Linked DNA regions of Mus musculus: region 1 is linked to region 2. A link is a contact called in public Hi-C data. All regions are on one chromosome and are shown on one strand. The core of a region is the stretch at or near the end of the contact, and the rest is flanking DNA. Distances in the headings are between cores, read along the strand shown.

Region 1 (3,633 bases), core at 740-3,239, 270 kb before region 2:
GATGGACTTTGTACCAACTCAATGAGATGACATGAGTTCTCCTGAAGAGAACTATTCCCCCCACCCAAATAAGGAATATGACAACATCAGCACCATGGGGGTTACTGCCCAGATTTCCCTGTTGTTGTGTTCTTATTTACTCTGGTAGTTATTGTTATATAACAAGCCATCCCAAATAGTGAATGGATCAAAACAGCAATATTTATACCTTCACTTTTTCTGAGGGTCTTGGATCCAGCATTGTTTAGCTGGATGGCTCAACTTCAAGGTCTGGGTTGTATCATCTGAAGTCTGTCTGCGGCTGTAGGATCTACCTACTTCCAAGAAGGCTTATGTACAGTTGGAAGCCTCTGTTCCTTGCTACGTGAATTTTCCGCAGGGCCAAGTGACTGTCAAGGTAGATAGCCAGCCTATCCCTTGCTGAGTAGCCTTCGGGAGACAGAGAATAAGAAGGCAGCTAAGACACACATTGTTATGTCATTTAGAAGTTGATTTAAATGGGACATGGCATCTTCTGTCACATTGCACTGGCCACGCAGACCTAACCCTGGTAGATCGTGGAAAAGGTCCTTTTGGAGTTTGGCTAAAATATATTCTGTTTTGCTTTTATGTAATATTTTATTTTCCTATTTTCTTTCATTCCTAATTTTTTTCTTTCATTCTCCAAGCTCAAGAGTGTATACAGTAGAAGGAGAGCTACTGTTGAACTCATGGCCACAGGCAATGCCAGTGAGTTAATAAGAGATTCTCAAGGTGGAAGGTGACCTTTGACCCATTCTCCCTTTCTGTAGAGAGCCTAGCATACAGATAACCAAGATAGGAAACAGTCAGGTGTAAAGGCTCATGTCTGTAATCCTAGCACCTGCAAAGCTGGTGCAGGAGGATTGTTTTGAGTATGAGGACAGAGTGACAGAGTGGACTACATAGTGGGTTCCAGGCCAGCTTGGGCTATAAAATGCTTGGGAGGAGGAAGAGGAGGAGGAAGGAGAGAGAGAGAGAGAGAGAGAGAGAGAGAGAGAGAGAGAGAGAGAGAGAGAGGAGAGACAGTCAGAGAGATACAGAGAGACAGAGTCAGAGAGACAGAGAGATAGAGACAGAAAGACAGAGACAGAGAGAGACAGAGAGAGAAGAGAGAGACAGAGACAGTCAGAGAGATACAGAGAGACAGAGTCAGAGAGACAGAGAGATAGAGACAGAAAGACAGAGACAGAGAGACAGAGACAGAAACACACACACACACACACACACACACACACACAGAGAGAGAGAGAGAGAGAGAGAGAGATTGATTTTCTAAAAGAGAAATCAGACTTTTCCTATTTTTGGTCTGGTTCTGTCATAAAATATCACAAACTCACTGGAAACTGTGCTTCCTTTCCTATGCTTTTCCCCACCCCATGATGGGAATGAAAAGCCTCCCAAGGAGACTTGTAATTATGATTCTTTTCTACAATTGATACAACCTTTGGATTGATTTTTGGCTCCCAGATGCCAGGTGTTTCCTGTGACAAACAGAGACCAAAGTTCTGATCCCTTTCCACACCCCCAAGTCTTCCACCCCTGCCCTGACTTGCTAGTGGATGAGCAAACTGTCCCTCATGTCTCCAGATTCTAATTTCATTTTTTTTCCAATGTCACCTCAGTTCCATGAAGGGAGCATTTTGCTTTATTGAATTCCTCTTTTGCTTAGTGAATTGCAGTGATTCAGCTTTCTTGCATGTTTTCTTCTGGTGTGTCCCTGTGTTGAGAATTCTTCAATAAGCCCCAAGGAATTTAAGGACTCCCAGAACCAAGTGATAGGTTGGGGCTCTGAGGGAGCCATGAGAGTATACAAAGGCTGTTGCTAAGCAGCTATTTACAAATAAAGGCGTTTCTCCAACTGCACAGAACCCTCAAACAAATGCTATCATTAAATGATGCATAGTCAGGGAGACTACCTTTACTGCTGAAGAATTTACTATTGAGCCCTTTATTTATAGTGCAGATAATGGTTGCTCGAAAAGGGAGGAAACTGTGTCAAGGGACTTTTATGAGTGGTGAAAAAAATAAGTGAGCTGTATGTTGGTTTGAAGTGATGACCAAATAATGATTTCATTTATCATCAGCCTGCAATAAATCTGCAAGTCTGCTCTCACCATGACAATGGGAAGCTGCAGGAAATCCAAGCCAGTTGGTTCCAGGCACTTGTCTTTTGTGCTGAGGAAAGTATCGACCAGGGGCACCAGACCCAAAAGTTCTGCAGGACCAGTTTTTGTATGACTTGGCTACTCATCAATGTTACTCTTGGTCTATCACTTGAGAGTCTACACTCCAGTAGTGCTAACTCTGGGATGTGGTAATTATCTTAGGGCAAGAAAGGAAGAACTCAGGCACCCATGCTGTTTTTAGCCAAAGAAAAGAGAAAACAAAACAAAGCCACTCCTCGGCCTTTCAGAGGATGAGGATGTGTGCGGAGCTCTTGGACAGTCCACTCATTAGTTGCCACTTGACATTAGACTCTAGAATCAGTGTCTTGAGGTGAAATATTCGGTCAGAACAACCATCAACTTCCTGCCACCCAAACCTTATGTCATTATTTTTTCTCTGAAGACCTCATGTTTGAGAGATTTTTATCTAGACGGTGGTGACTGTATTGCTGTGACTCATCTGTTCTACCTTCTTAGGCTTATGTTCAAAATTATCCATATTTTGAACAATGTGTCACAAAGTTATATTCAACCAAACCCTGGTAGCTAATTAGCATTTCACTGTACCATCTACTGTTGCTGTTTGCTAGTTCTATGGGCTAAGTATTGTTAAATAGCACATATACCTTCTCTACAGAGCTTTTTTTTTTTTTTTGAGACAGAGCTTCTCTGTGTAGCCCTGACTGTCCTGGAACTCACTCTGTAGACCAGGCTGGCCCTGAACTCAGAAATCTGCCTGCTTCTGCCTCCCAAGTGCTGGGATTAAAGGCGAGCGCCACCACTGCCCGGCTTTTACAGAGCTCTGGTACACTGTGCACTTCAAAAAGGAAAGAAGTGGTTCTGGGTGGGTAGAATCTGTAAGGATGTCATATCCAAGAGTGGGAAAACTGCTAATTAAGGTCAAAGTCCATCATGACCAGACAGCCTCTGGGCTTGGCACAATAAGGGACATTCCTTTCATTAGTGGGGCTTCTCCTTCTCTGACTTTGTCTGGGGGAGTTCTAAGCCCTCACACGTGCCTCTACCTAAGGAATGTCAGGTAGCCTCGGCTAGATTGTAGAATCAATCTTCTTTCTCCAGAAAGAACCCTGTTCAGCTAGCACCTGAGATTCCTGAAATGCTTCCTATGCTACTGAGGCATTTTGGATCCCCAAGCCTAAAGCTAACCAATGATCTTTGCCCATCTTGGATGTTCCTACCATCAGTCTCCCAAAACTTTATAAACAAGCCTTGAATCACCCTAAGTAAAGTTGATCTGCCTCCTGATAGCTGGTCCCAGTGTGATTATTCACTGTAAGTACTCACAGGGCTTCTAGCACCAGCCACTCCTCTCATTGTCTCTGTTCCCATGGCTCTCACGGACCTTATTGGCCTACCATCCACGAGATTGCGGAGAGCCACAGTTGGCCCTGAACGTGGGGCATAAACCAACAACTCTGAGATCAAC
Region 2 (3,773 bases), core at 1,047-3,546:
GGCATGCAGCTTTCTTCCACTGCGTGCTTCAACTAACCTACTGTATTGCACCGTCTAAACACAGTCTGAAACCTCTTGTTGTGTTTTATTAAAAAAGAAAAGGAAGCCAGGGATGTGTTTGGTAGAGGTGTGGTATGATGCGGGGGAAGGGGGTGCCTCTGCGGGCCCATGATGATGCATCCTTTCCCCCTGAGGGACCAGCCACAGGACAGTATAGTATAGAATAGAGTTTATTATGGGAATGGGGAATTGAGGATGTAATAGAGAAAGGGAAGGAGGGAGGGAGGGAGGGAGGGAGGGAGGGAGGGAGGGGGGAGGAGGGGCTGGCCATGAGCAACATAGAGAGATACAGGGGAGAGTGAGGAGGTGGGCAAGCAGCCCCTTTTACACTGAGTCAGGCATACCTGGCAGCTGCCAGGTAACTGTGTGGTGGAGCCTAGAAGAAATGCTAAGCCCATAGCCATTTGAAGGCGTTTATCTCAAGCACTTCGCCTCATCCTACTTTATTGAGTGAGATTAAGGCCACTTGTAAGTCTTTAGTTGCTTTTCCTGCTAGTGTGTACTAGTTTTCATTTTAATTTACCTGGACAATACTATCTATTTAAAAAGTAACCTGTGACCCTGGAGGATTTTCCCCATGGCTATCTGTGCTCCCATGGAGTCGTTTAATACACCCCTGCCTCACTTTTGAGTGTGCTGGGAATTGGCTCTAGTGACTTAATCAGGTACACATGGATTTTATACATTGTACTAATCACTTTCTGTTGGGTTACATCAGGGTGACAGAATATCTGATTGTCCTACCTTGAGACTCACTTGCTGGCACTTAAGTGTCAGCTTGACTCATCCTTTATAAAATTCTCCTTTTACATAATGCTTTGCATTTATTGGTTGGGGTTCTAATTATTTGACTTACTAACTCTTCTGTTATCCTAAAGTAAGATGTGAGTGAGAAAGATAAGGTAAATATTTTTTCCTCTCTGTATTTAGTAAGTTCCAGAATTACTTGCTATTCTCTCCTCTTTAACTTTGACAACATGGTGTGTGTGTGTGTGTGTGTGTGTGTGTGTGTGTGTGTGTGTGTGTGCATGTGATATAGCTGTGTTGGTGTGCAGGTGTGCACACATACTGAGGATAGAGGAAGACATCCATCCACTATACTACCCTATCATTAGTATAGGACAGGATCTTTTACTAAACTAGGAAGCCAGCAAGCCCAATCAGGCTTCTCCCCACCTCGGGTGGTGTTATGGCTACAAGTGTATGTGGCCATGACTGGCTTTTTAGGTACATGGTTGGGATTCAGACTCAGGTCTTCCTGTGTGCACAGGAAGTGCTCCTACTGAGCACTCCCACTTTTACACTTTGTTAATTTATATTTTTTAAAGTAGGAACTATATGAACTACATTTAAAAAAAAAAGAGGCCAATTAGCATCCTAAATTGAACAGTTGCCTTTTAATATAAACCTTACCACTGAAAATAGCCATGTCTTTCAGTATAGTGTGATCTTCTATCAAAATTTGAAACCGAATTTCAAGATGTATGGGGATTTTGTCATGTGTAAATAAAGGACCCAGAAAAATAAATTAAGGTTTTATCATCAACAACAACAACAACAAAAACAAAACTGTTTTGGAAATGAAAATACTCTCTGGTTGTCACCATTTTGATGGAACACATTCTGTTTGGACTGTTCAAAGGCAATGCCATAAAATAACATGTATTTTAATGTCACAGAAAGGTTATATTTAAAATTTTCTTAAAGTGAGTCTGGTAGCTCTCCCTGAATCTTCCTGAAGAAACTTCCCTTCCTCCCCAGTCTTTATCGGGAAGAGAAAGATTTACTCTGTAAAAATCAATATGTTGACCTGTTTCATTCATTTCCACTGAAAAGATTTGTCACTTCTCAGAAATGGAGATTAACCATGTTTGTGGAGTAGCTAGGTGTTTTCAACAATGGAACAACATGAGAACTGGGTCAGGGGCCAGAGTGGGGGTGGTCTTGATCTACTTTAAAACATTATGCAAAACTAAACTTAGGACAATTGTTTTCAATAGTCTTGTTAGACTACTCCCAGCTAGAATTTTTTCAACTAAAACACTTTTTTTTTTAAGTCATAAAAAGAGACAAGTGATTCTTGTATGACAATTTATAGAGGGTTTTTCTTTCCACAGTTTTCAAATTTGGTTTTGGATCAACTGTCTTACAAACCAGGCATATCACCCACGCCAAGGGGAGCGCTTGACAATCTTGCATGTAACTGATAGGCAGCAGGGAATTTTTTTTTCGGGCAGCAATTGTAAGTTTTCCTTGACTGCCAACATCTGCTTGCTAACGCCTGCACACATCCCCAGAGTGCTGAGTTTTGTAAACATTGTTTGATGATGACATACTGAAAATTACAAAAGTGTGTCTCTTTATCCACACCCAAAGCCCTCTGAAGAACATTTCATAGTTTTAGACTGTGGTCAGTAGGCTTTGGGGGAAACATTTGAGTTTCTTAACTCAAAATTAAATAGATCTTTTATTAAAAATAAATTCCTGAGCTATGCTTACAGGAAACGAGATGGCCACAAGCCATGAGGTCAATTTTGAAATAAAATGCTACAGAAATAAAGGTTGTTTCTTACAATTCTCCTGATAAGAATTGCTGCAAACTGAGTGAGGATATTATTTCATAGAACTAAGAATATGAATAGCCTTGCAATACATATATAAGTAGCCTGAAAATTATTCCTTTGACTTCTGTAGGATTGAAGACGCCACACTGCTCTACAGAGTAACATTCTGGCAAATCTCAATATTAAAGCAACATTCCTTTTAGCAGGAGAGAATGCAGAACTGAGCAACGATGAAAGGAACACTGTAGTTCTATGAGATTAAAGTTTAAACGTGCAGTGAATGCTGTCTTTCTGGCTAACTAAAATCTATAAGGCTGTCACCAGCAGAATCTAGGGGGAGGAGAGAAAAGGAAACCTTACCCAAGTCAAAGAAGCCTTTTCCAAGCCAAACTCTTACAAAGCCATGGGGATTCCTGAGACTGTGGCGTTCACATTTACATTCAAATCCCTCACAAATTAAGTAGCAAAAATGGTGAGCCAGCATTTTATGGGAAGGGAGAAACAGTTAGACAGAACAGACAGAGGGAAAACTGTAAACTTGTCATGAGTACCATGTGTGTTTCATGTGTTCATCCTGCCTGCTTCCTGTTCTCGGTATGCGATTCTCTGCGTAGGAGGGACATCACCACTGGAAGAACCCATCTGCTTATTTGCAAATAGGACAAAAGCTATTATAGAATGATAATAAATAAAAAGGCTAAAATGAAAGTGATAATGAGTTTCCTTGTATATTATATGATTGACCACCCTGTCTCAAAGAATCAGGCTGAAGAGCAATGGAGTGTGACTCCAGACATCAACTCCCAAGTGCAAACAAACACATGTGCACCCACACACGTGTGTGCCCACATACATGCAAACAATCATACACATGCATATTGCATACATAAACATGGAAATGTAGAACTTATTCCTAATTATAAAAAAACTTAAGCTTAGACTCCACATAGATAAGGGTATTATTTTATCCACTGCTGTATCAGTGATATCTACAACTTAGAGTGAGTATTGTATAAAAAATAAAGCACAGATGAGCACTTTAAGTGATAAAAATGAGACAGTATACTTTTCCCCAACCTATCATTCAGTTTATCCTTAGGATTGGAAAAAGGTAGCTTTTATTGGCCAGGAGATGTTGGAATGCAGTTT

The links. A called contact is a pair of places that touch in the nucleus more often than the background predicts.
Region 1: a contact with region 2 is called in a Hi-C map of uterus, with 3 times the contacts expected there. The contact joins two enhancer-like sites. A contact is called at or near these places in 6 of 484 Hi-C or Micro-C datasets (the C2C12 cell line, adipose-derived mesenchymal stem cells, nephron progenitors and 2 more) and 3 of 115 datasets of contacts at active chromatin or transcription factors (extraembryonic endoderm stem cells, fibro-adipogenic progenitors and trophoblast stem cells).

Annotation. Positions count from the first base shown.
Region 1 is chr1:72,074,682-72,078,314 of GRCm38.p6, reverse strand. No RefSeq gene overlaps it. Among named protein-coding and RNA genes, the nearest start is that of Gm4319, 47 kb to the left of the region's middle. Within about 2 kb of position 1,989, at least 26 of the 459 cell types and tissues checked have an H3K27ac peak or open chromatin away from gene starts, as enhancers often do. A contact at or near this core is called in the C2C12 cell line and uterus, where this site is marked.
Region 2 is chr1:71,806,339-71,810,111 of GRCm38.p6, reverse strand. No RefSeq gene overlaps it. Among named protein-coding and RNA genes, the nearest start is that of Gm30308, 5.3 kb to the left of the region's middle. Within about 2 kb of position 2,296, at least 36 of the 459 cell types and tissues checked have an H3K27ac peak or open chromatin away from gene starts, as enhancers often do. A contact at or near this core is called in the C2C12 cell line and uterus, where this site is marked.